Linked DNA regions of Mus musculus: region 1 is linked to region 2. A link is a contact called in public HiChIP or PLAC-seq data. All regions are on one chromosome and are shown on one strand. The core of a region is the stretch at or near the end of the contact, and the rest is flanking DNA. Distances in the headings are between cores, read along the strand shown.

Region 1 (4,479 bases), core at 446-2,945, 350 kb after region 2:
CTATGGTTGTCCACACTGAATCAGTGGGGCAGCCACGAATACCTAAAACTGCTGGAGCTAAAAGTGGGGCTTGGGAGCACTAAGTTAGAAACCAGAGTGGTGGGATCCAGGCAGGCCCGCTCAGTCAGAACCTGTGATTTCCTCAGGGCACAGCCAGGGCAACCATCTCTCTTCTACAAGCCCATCTAGCCTGTGGCTGGGCCCCAAGGTGTGGCCTGCAGTGTGGCTTCCTGAGGGCCTGCTCAGCAGCTAGTTAGCTATTAATCTCCTCAACTCCTGCCGGGTCAATGATCAACCCAGAAAGGCGAGTCTGGCAACAGCCAAACTTGCAGCCGGTTACTAATTAACACCATCTCTGGGGATGCCTTTGAACCCCTCCTGCCCTTGGAGAACCCACCTGTCTGCCTCCTCCTCAAAGATGCCCCTCCACCCCACCATCTTGCACCACAGCAAGAAGCTGGAGGCTTGGAAAAGGCTTATCTGGGTGAGGGAGGAACCAACTTGGAGCCTAGTGCCCGCCCAGGGGTCAGCAAGACCAAATAGCTTGTCTCCCTGCCTGTGCAGAGATTTATTCTAGCACAGGGCACGCTTCCAAGAAGAAGCGAGCCTGGAGGGGCCCTGAGCAGGTGTAGAAGGATTTCACTGGGGGCGAGGAGAAGGGATCATAGGTCCTATGTGGAGCCTGGCCAAAGCCTTCTCTGCCTATACAGCCTCCTCCAGGGAAACCGGGCTTGTGAGAGAGTGAGAGGATGGATATACAGGAGCCAGAGTCGCTTTAATTCCCAGTCAGCTCTCAGGCTTAAGTTCTGTTCCCATCTTAGTTCTTTATGTCCACCCTAGTTCATACATTCTTCAGGAAACCTGGTAAATAGCTACCTGGGAGCCCAAATGGTGGGTATAACTGTGCCCAGACCGGACTCCCTTCAACAGCAATTTGGGTGGACAATTTTCACTTCTCCCTACTCTGAAACAGCATGTCTCCACACAGCACAGGGTAGTGTGTGTTCCGTCTTCAGGGATGACCCACCGGCTAAGGTAAAGGGACCCCACCCAGTCCTTGCTTCCCTCCTGCCCATCTTCCAGCACTCTGAGTTGACCCACCCCACCCTGCCTAAGGTGGATTGGTGGCAGCTCCATTCACAAGCTCCTTGAACAAGGCTTTCTCTCAGTCTGCATGACAGACCCAGTCTAGCCTCTCAACACAGGTTCTAACAGCTGAGGTCTTAGGTGGCCACCAAGACAGAGCTGAACTCAGCTCTGGGGCCCTCCTGAGCGTGAGGATCCTGTCCCAGCCCCCCCAGGGAGGCTGGGAAGCGTGTAGGCAGCTGTCGGCTACCTCCGAGCTTGCCCAATGACTTTCAGGAAATGTATAAGCCAGTGTCTGCACGCAGTCTTGAGGCTGGCTCTGCAAGCTTGGGGCAGAAGGGAACTTCCCTTTTTCAGTGTGTAGGGTGGCCCCGGGGTTGCAAGGGGAGTGGTCCGAGGTCACCCCCAGCAACCAAATCTATTCCTATTTCCTGAGCCCACTCCTCCTTCCTCTCAACGGCCTGGTATGTTGACCAACCCCACCCTTGCCAAAAGTGGGTTGGCGGCAGCTCCAAGCTGCCTTAGATCACCGAGTTACCATCGCTAGAGCAGCAACAGAAAGGACTAGGGCTGTGCCTGCAGGCCCCACCCCTGCAGAGACATTGAGCACAGTGGGAAGAACACTGCAGAGGAAGTAATGAAAAACGTGAGGCCCCTAAGGCCCTCAAGACCCTGTTATTCAATTACCATCCCCAGAGAAAGGGGAAACCCCAGGGACTGCCCATGACAGGGTGCTCCCGTAACATACAGAGAGTCACATGTGGATTCCAAACAGTTCATGAGCATCTGTAAAGGCAGGCTGGCTCCCTGCCCTAAGAGGCTCAGGGTATTGACATGGTGGGTATTAGTTGGCTATGGGTCAGGGGAGGCCCAGCATGAAGAAAATACCAAGGGAAGGCACTCTTATCAGCAGAAAGAAGGCTTGGAGGTTATGCACCAAACTAACTGGATCTCAGTAGATGGCCCAGACAGAAATAGACGTGTGTGGTGTCACTGAGAGTGTCCCCTCACTTCTGGTATCCCTATCCTGACCTGCTCTTATACCACACCTAAGGCTCCATGGCTGCTGCCCTTCTCTAAACTTCTTTTTGGGCTCCCTTCAAAGGGTATTAACTCTTTCTGCATCCCTCGGGCTTGACAGTGGAACACGCATGGACATGGACAACCAGGCTAGATGCCAGCATACTGAGATGGAACCTACCTGGCAAGCAGGCACACTCGTGGGTGGTGTCCCCTGTAGGACGGCAGGTGCCTCCATTCTGGCAGGGTGAGGGGCTGCAGGGCACATAGGGCAGTTCACAGTGGGGACCAGTATGGGTGGCACGGCAGGCACAGCGATAGGAGCCGATCTCATTGTGGCAGGTGCCTCCATGGCGGCACAGCCCAGGGTTCTGGCTGCACTCATTAACATCTTGCCTGCAGGTGGGGCCATGGAAGCCAGGCGGGCAGCGACAGATGTATGAAGACTCAAAGGGCAGGCACTGGCCACCATTGGCACAGGGGTTGGAGGCACAGGGGTCAGCCTGCTGACATGATTTTCCTGGGAGGCAGAGAAGAGGGTCAGCTGTTGCCAGGGCCTCCCTGTGAACCCAGGGCAGATTTGGACATCATGTAGGTACCAACCAGGGATAGATCTAAAGTGTTATCTTCATGATGCTCAGTATCTGTTGCAGAATGTGGCCATCTTTCTGCATACAGAGGACTGTAAGTCATAAGAGACTAAGTGACTGCTCAAGGACAGAAAGTAGGAATGGCAGTCTAAAATTTGTACCTAGCTGTCTCCTGGACCCCACATAGAGAAGCAATGGAAACCTGAGGCACCCTGACAAGGAGATGGTAAGACCCGGGCTACATGAGGACTCATTCTTTACGCACAGAAACAGTGAGAGGTTGGGGTCCTGGAACAGGGCAGCCAAAAATCAGATAGTTTGGGGTTGAAAAGGACCAGAGTTCCCAAGGAATCCCCAAGATTTTTCTGGATAGTAGATCCCAGCTTAACTCTGATCCAGGAGAGGATAAAGTTTAGTGTACCAGAGTATGTCAAGTCAACAAAGATAGGGTCCTTGGGCCCAGGCCTAAGGGTCCCAACCGTGAAGTTCACAACCTCCTATAGCCCTTACCTGACCACCCTGGTGGGCAGCGGCACTTGTACTCTGTGAGAGTGAGCAGGTCACAGGTGCCCCCATTGCGGCAGGGGTTGGCCAGGCAGGCGTTGTCCAGAGGTGTCAGGCAGAGGGGCCCAGAGAAACCCAGGGGACAGCTGCAGGCATAATCCACAGTGCCACCATGGTCCACAACGTGGCACGTTCCAGCATTCTTACACGGTGTGCTGAGGCAAGGATTGGAGTCCTGGCATCGTTGGCCCACAAAGGCTCCGCTGCAGCTGTTGACAGACATGTAGGGCAGTCAGCTCCCCGCCCTCATCTCTCATGGCCACAGGCTACCCGACCTTGGGCAGTGGGTGCAACTGGAATCAGGCTCTAGAATGGAGGTGCAGTGGCTGCTTGCTGGGCAGAGGTTTCTGGGATGACGTAAGCTCTGGAGCATGCCATGGAGGCGCTCACTTTAAAGGGGTTACTTTCACATACTAAGTGAACCTCACCTCAATAAAAAAGAAATAATAATGACTGTTAATTGGGGCCAGGCTAGAGACAAGACCAGCCTGAATTTCAAACCAGGCAGATTTCAAATCTGGGTCTACACTCGAAGTGAGCCTACAGGCGCAGCAGAGCCCCCTCCCCCCAGCCCTGTGGGGGGATGTCGACATAGACTCTGTGAAACTCTCATTTAGGAGGCTGGTCTGCTTTTCTCTCCCAGCTTCTGTCATGAATATGCATCATCTGGGTAATAAAAGAGTTCACGGTTCCTTCCACTTTCAAACATCAATAGCACAGTGGACGCGGGAAGCAGAGCAGACTGGAGACTGTGTGTGCTTTCTCTCTCTTCAGTTCCTGCCCTGTAGCAAGGGGACTATGCCAGGATGCTGGCTGCTGCCCACTCTCTACAACTCCGCTCTCAGACACAGGTTCTTCATATCATACCCCCAAACCAAAATGGCACCCCCTCAGGGACAAATAAAACCTCCAGACACAAGTTCTCTGTACCCCGCACTCTGTACCACGCACTCTGTATCAGTAGCATCAGCACCGTCCTCTGAGGACATGATTCATTGAAGGACAGAGGCTGAAAGCCTGACCCACCTCCAGACAGGTGAGGGGGTTTGCTGTCTCCAGGCTTAGATTTGCTGGTTCCCTACGGGGACAAGCTCAAGGTGTGCCACTGCCCCAGTCTCAGTAGCCTCCTCAGCCACCTGTCTGCCTAGCTCCCAGAGCTTGGGCCATAAACCCCTGACCCCACTCTTGCCCCACCTCTTGGCCCCACACTCCCACAGAA
Region 2 (4,963 bases), core at 1,102-3,601:
CACTCAACAGGTACACGCCTGGCTGCTGGCAGGGATGGGAGGGGGCTAGAAGCGTCAGCCTAGGCTGCAGCTGCTGTGGCTGGTGCTACCAGAAAGGGTGGTGTCCAGGGTGCCCTGTGTATTACAGAGCCAGGAAAACAGACAGGGTTATCACAGCACAATTCAAAAAACACACAAATAATTCATCTTGCTGTGATGTCATAGTGCTGTAAATAATGAATTTTCACTAATGCCGGACTTCCTCACCCTACAGGCAGGCAGTGTGGGCAGAGCAAAGCCTGCAACAGCAGGGACTGCAAAAAACAAACATGGAACTTCCATACTAGTCTTGTTTAAATAACAACTGTGTTTCCTACAGAGGCAAAAAGGGAGGCCAAACTGGCTGTGCCCACTAGATGGACCTGGAAACCCATGTGCCTACTGGCTGTCAGTTGCCTGGCCGTGGGTATAAAGTTCCAGGTCCAAACAGGCAGCCTGAAATCCCTGGGGCTGTCTGAAAGACTAGCTCAGGCTGCCCAGGACATCAGGCTGTACCCTGCTCAGGAGCTCTGATGCCTCTCTTTTCTTCCTGGGGTGATCCTTGGCTGCCAACCCAAGTGTATGAGTATACCACTCACCACAGCACCCACTCCAAAGCCCGAGTGAGGGTCACCCAGGCTGAGGGTGACCACGGGGCAGGATGCTATTGGCTTGTCCAGAGGGTCAAGGGGCCTTAGTAGTGGCAGGGTGCACAGCCAGCCACACTCCTGATGGCAGTCCCTCCATATAGCACCAGCTACCTGGCAGGTCCCATCTCTTGGTGCCACCACAAGTGCCACTACCAAAAGCCTGGACTTGATTGATCTCTGTATGAATATTCATGCAGCATCCAGCAGGCTGTCATTAATATTCCAAGAATGAGAAAAGAATACCTGTCCTCATTTAATGAGTTAGGAGGGAGGTCAACCTGCAGCTCATGACTACTGCATCTACCTATGACTTCCAAGTTTGACAAGATGTCCACCCTACCCTCACTCCCACCCCCATCCCACCCTATGACTGATGACCCCTCAAAGTTCCCACCTACCTTACTGGCCATTGCCCTCCTGAGCAATCCGGCTCTCTCCTTCAGCTTCTGGCCAGCCTCACCCCACCCTTTTTTTCTAGCTTCCTCTGTAGCTCCAGCCCAAAGCCATGGCTCTCTCCCACCCTGCTCAAAACGCTTACCTACACCCATGGTCCCATTGTAACAAAATACCAATGGCTGTGCACCGACTCAGCAAGTTTGTTTTTAGGCCCCATGTTCTCAAGTAGGTGACACAGCTTTGTCCCTAGACCTGGTCAGTGGTTCCCACAGGCTCCCCTGTCCTGCCCAGGGTCCACAGTTAGAGACAACACCAGCCTGGAGTAACATCAGAAATAAGCTAGACTTCCAGGGAAGAGGGTAACTGCTTCATTCCCTGCTGTTCCTGTTGATAGAGGAGCCCCCCCCCCCCCCAGGCCCGGTGCTCTAGAGGTCTTGGGCTGGCTCAGGGCCAGCAGTTTAGCTATAACCCCTGTCCTGGGAGATTGTCACAATTGGCCCCACCAGAGATAGATGAGAACTCTGTCCCAGACTTCGGCTTCTGGGAGACTGGTCGTATCTGGGGGAGTAGCTGCTGTTTCTTTGGGATGAAATTTCCTAGGGCTGACAGTACCAGAGTCCTCAAAGCACAGCTCAGCGGCGCTGCACCCTGTGCCTCCCCCTGGGTCTATGGCACACTCCTATGGCTGCTCATCTGCCCGAGACTAGAAAAGCAGTGAGGGGGTGCGGTGGGGATAGGGGTGGGGTAGCTGGCCTGGCTGGGAAGGGTCACCTGGCAGCCTGTGCCCTTCAGTCTGCCACCCCACCCCCAGGCTCAGTGAGGGCCACACAACTCTGCCTGAGGCCCCATGTGACACAGCTGCCCAACAGGCCTGGGCAAGCAGCCTGGTGAGGTGGGGGAGGGGCGCTGGGCCCCAGATCGCTGAATCAGCTCGCTCTCGGCAAGGCTGCTGCTGGGGGGCAGCTCCCTCTTTTGGAAATTGTTGAGGAGGCAAGTCAGAATGCCGGGATTTCCGGAAAATCTCCCCTGCTTGCTTCAGCCTGGGACTGCGGCTTCCTGGGAGCTAGTGTCTCTAGAGGAAGGAAGGTTTCCTAGGAGGGCCGGGCAGAAGGGGACCGTTCTTTCTAAACCAGTCCAAAAACCGAGAAGAGAAAGGCACCCTCCTGCTGTGGATCTAGCACGTTTTTTTGTCCCCAGAAAACGCTGAATCAGCATGTGCAGGCGCCGCCGGCTCCCTCCCTTCCCCCTCACACGCTGGCAAGGACTGAGCCTTCCCAAGGTCAGGGGACATCAATAACCGCAGCTGAGTCTGTGGCGGCGCAGGTCTGTGCTCTGGGGTTGCCCCTACCATCTTTGGGAGTAGGGACCATCTGGCTCTCTTCCTCACACTACACTGGGAAGGTCACAGGTTCTGTGTTTGTTTGGGTCTCCATCAGGGACTGCAGAAGCTGCTACTTGGTACAGGGGCAACAAACGGGTGTTCAGAGCCACTACTTCAACCCAAGCCTGGGGCCCTGCAGCACCTCCCTTCTCATCTCTAGAAAACCCTAGCCACTAACCACTGCACCGGCACCCTTCTTATCACCAAAAAAAAAAAAAATAATAAATTATATATATATATTCTCCCCAGGGTTGTAGATAACAGTGTCCCTATCCCTACACCTCACAGGGCATCTCTCCATCTGTGCTTCCCATACCTGGCTGAACTTGCCTTCTCCAGTCCCCTCACCTCCACTCCTTCCTTCTTGGCCCTAGCTCCCAGCCATTTTGCCTAAGGACTAGTCCCAGGTCTTCATGGCACAGTCCCCACTCCTTAGATGCCCCTTTCTTGTGGTGGTGGTGGTGGTGAAGTGTAGACCCCTCCCCCAGGAAGACCCAGAACCCAGCTCCTGTCTCTCAAATTAACATCTAGCCCCCCCCTCCCCCCTGTGCTCTTACTGGGTCCCCTGAGCCAGCTCTAGCTGGGCAGCTCTGCAAACCTCAGAAAAGTCCTAGCAGCTGGATTCCTGTCCCTCCCTCCTCCCTCCCATCCACTGGGTAGTAGGCAGCCCCTTGCCTACCCTTTTTCACAAAGTCAGTTCACAAGGCTAGCCTAAAAGCTGTCCCTGTCCCTTTTTCTACCTCATGGGCTTCAAGGGCCTGGGGTACAGCAGCTGACCAAATGAGTGGCTTTATGACTGTTGACCGGTTTCATAACCAGCCATTGAGGACTTGTGTCTGCAGGTCCATTCTGTATATGCCCAGGTCTTCATTACCTCCCCTGCCCTTGACTTCCCCTGCCCTGCCCTGCAGCAGGCAGCTCATTCCCATTTTTATACTTTTATGTGCTGCCTTAATAAACAAACAAATCTGCTTGAAACAAGCATTTTAGCAGAATACCCCAGCCTGGGGAGTAGTTCTAAAGTGTCTCTACCCTGCAGAGACACAGTTCCTACTGGTGTTTCTTGAGCTATGCCAATGGATGGCTTCAAAATGCTGCTTTTTCCAGGACCTAAATCACTGCCTGGCTTACATGTGTGTCACCGAGGGCAATCACCAGCCTTCCTTAGACAGGCGGCAGCCCTAGGTACAACTCAAAATGTCACCTAGAGCCACAAGGCCAACATACTCAAAAACAGTGCTAATGTCCAGGTAATGTGACCCATAAACCCAGTCCTGCTGGTCAGAGAGGCCAGGAGTTGCTTCATAACCTCCAAGTCCCAGAAGGGCTCTTGGCTATCAGGAGGAGCTGGTTCAACCAGGGTCTTCCAAGGCCTTGTGACACCACTAGGGAGCCATAGAACAGGTCAGTATCCTTAGTGCACAGCTCCTGGCCCTCAGCTACCTTGGATGTGAGCAGCTTGCTCTCCACAGCCATGTTCTTTGTACTCAGTGGCCTCTGAGTCTGGAGGCCCCACAGGATAGTTAGGGTGGCATCTACTCAAACAAGGGGTTAGATCTTGATTTCTTGTTCTTCCCAGGCAAGGGACAATGAGAAACACTTCAGGTCTTTGAAGTCAATTGCCTATTGCATGTTCAGCTCTGGGTTTTATCCCCAGTACTGTAAAATGAACCAAGCAACCAACCCACCATTTCAGACCCATAGAAAACAAAGCAGGTCTAGGGAAATTCCTGGAAAGTACCCGTTGTCCCCTCAGGCATGAGTGGCTTAGAGAGCTACGGGTTACTGTCACTGCATAACCACCCTCACCATGCCTATCTGCTCCTGAGCCCAGCTTTGGGTTCTTGGATAAGTGTGCCTTTGCAGCCATCCCAGGGCTATCCCTCAGCATGGCTTTCCTTGGGCCAAGAGGCCCATCTATACCAAACCTCAGCCCTGCTCTATGAAGCTAACCGCCCCCCCTCCCCCATAACCCCCTTTGCCTCAGGTCCTGAGCTGTCTGGGTCAAAGGATTTTGCAGTTTACTCTTACCACAAACTAGAACTTGGGTGGGGGCCTGCTGTACACTCCTTTAATTCCAAGAGGCAGAGGCAGATGGATCATTATGAATTTGAGGCCAGCCTGGTCTGTACAACCTAGTCACATTGTGAAAGAAACCCTATTCCAAAAACTCAGGCTGGAGGGATGGCTCATTAGTCAAGAGCACTGACTATTCTTCCAGAGGACCTTGGGTTGGTTCCTAGCACCACATGGTAGCATACAACCAACCATTTATGTCTCCAGTTCTAAAGTGATGTTGTCTTCTGGCCTTTGTGGGCATCAAGTCACACATGGCGCACATACATGCAGGAAAAACACACATTCAAAACAAAAATAAGCAATCTTTTTAAATACACACACACACAGAGACTCAACACACCTCAAGCTGAATATGGCGACTTATCCTGGTAATCACAGCATTTGAGAGTTTGAAGCCAGCCTGAACAAGTTAGTGAGACCCTACTCCCTACCTCAAAAT

What was found. HiChIP or PLAC-seq counts read pairs in DNA pulled down with a chosen protein or histone mark.
Region 1: an HNF4G HiChIP or PLAC-seq map of pancreatic cancer cells shows a contact between it and region 2. The contact joins two enhancer-like sites. A contact is called at or near these places in 1 of 115 datasets of contacts at active chromatin or transcription factors (pancreatic cancer cells) and 1 of 9 other capture datasets (adipose tissue).

What each region holds. Positions count from the first base shown.
Region 1 is chr2:26,481,981-26,486,459 of GRCm38.p6, forward strand. Notch1 (notch 1) reads right to left here. Exons shown (of 34, transcript NM_008714.3): 3 at 3,207-3,469; 4 at 2,288-2,626. Among named protein-coding and RNA genes, the nearest start is that of Mir6996, 14 kb to the left of the region's middle. Within about 2 kb of position 1,696, at least 162 of the 459 cell types and tissues checked have an H3K27ac peak or open chromatin away from gene starts, as enhancers often do. A contact at or near this core is called in adipose tissue and pancreatic cancer cells, where this site is marked.
Region 2 is chr2:26,131,095-26,136,057 of GRCm38.p6, forward strand. No RefSeq gene overlaps it. Among named protein-coding and RNA genes, the nearest start is that of Tmem250-ps, 6.9 kb to the right of the region's middle. RefSeq lists an enhancer at 1,189-2,629. Within about 2 kb of position 2,352, at least 286 of the 459 cell types and tissues checked have an H3K27ac peak or open chromatin away from gene starts, as enhancers often do. A contact at or near this core is called in adipose tissue and pancreatic cancer cells, where this site is marked.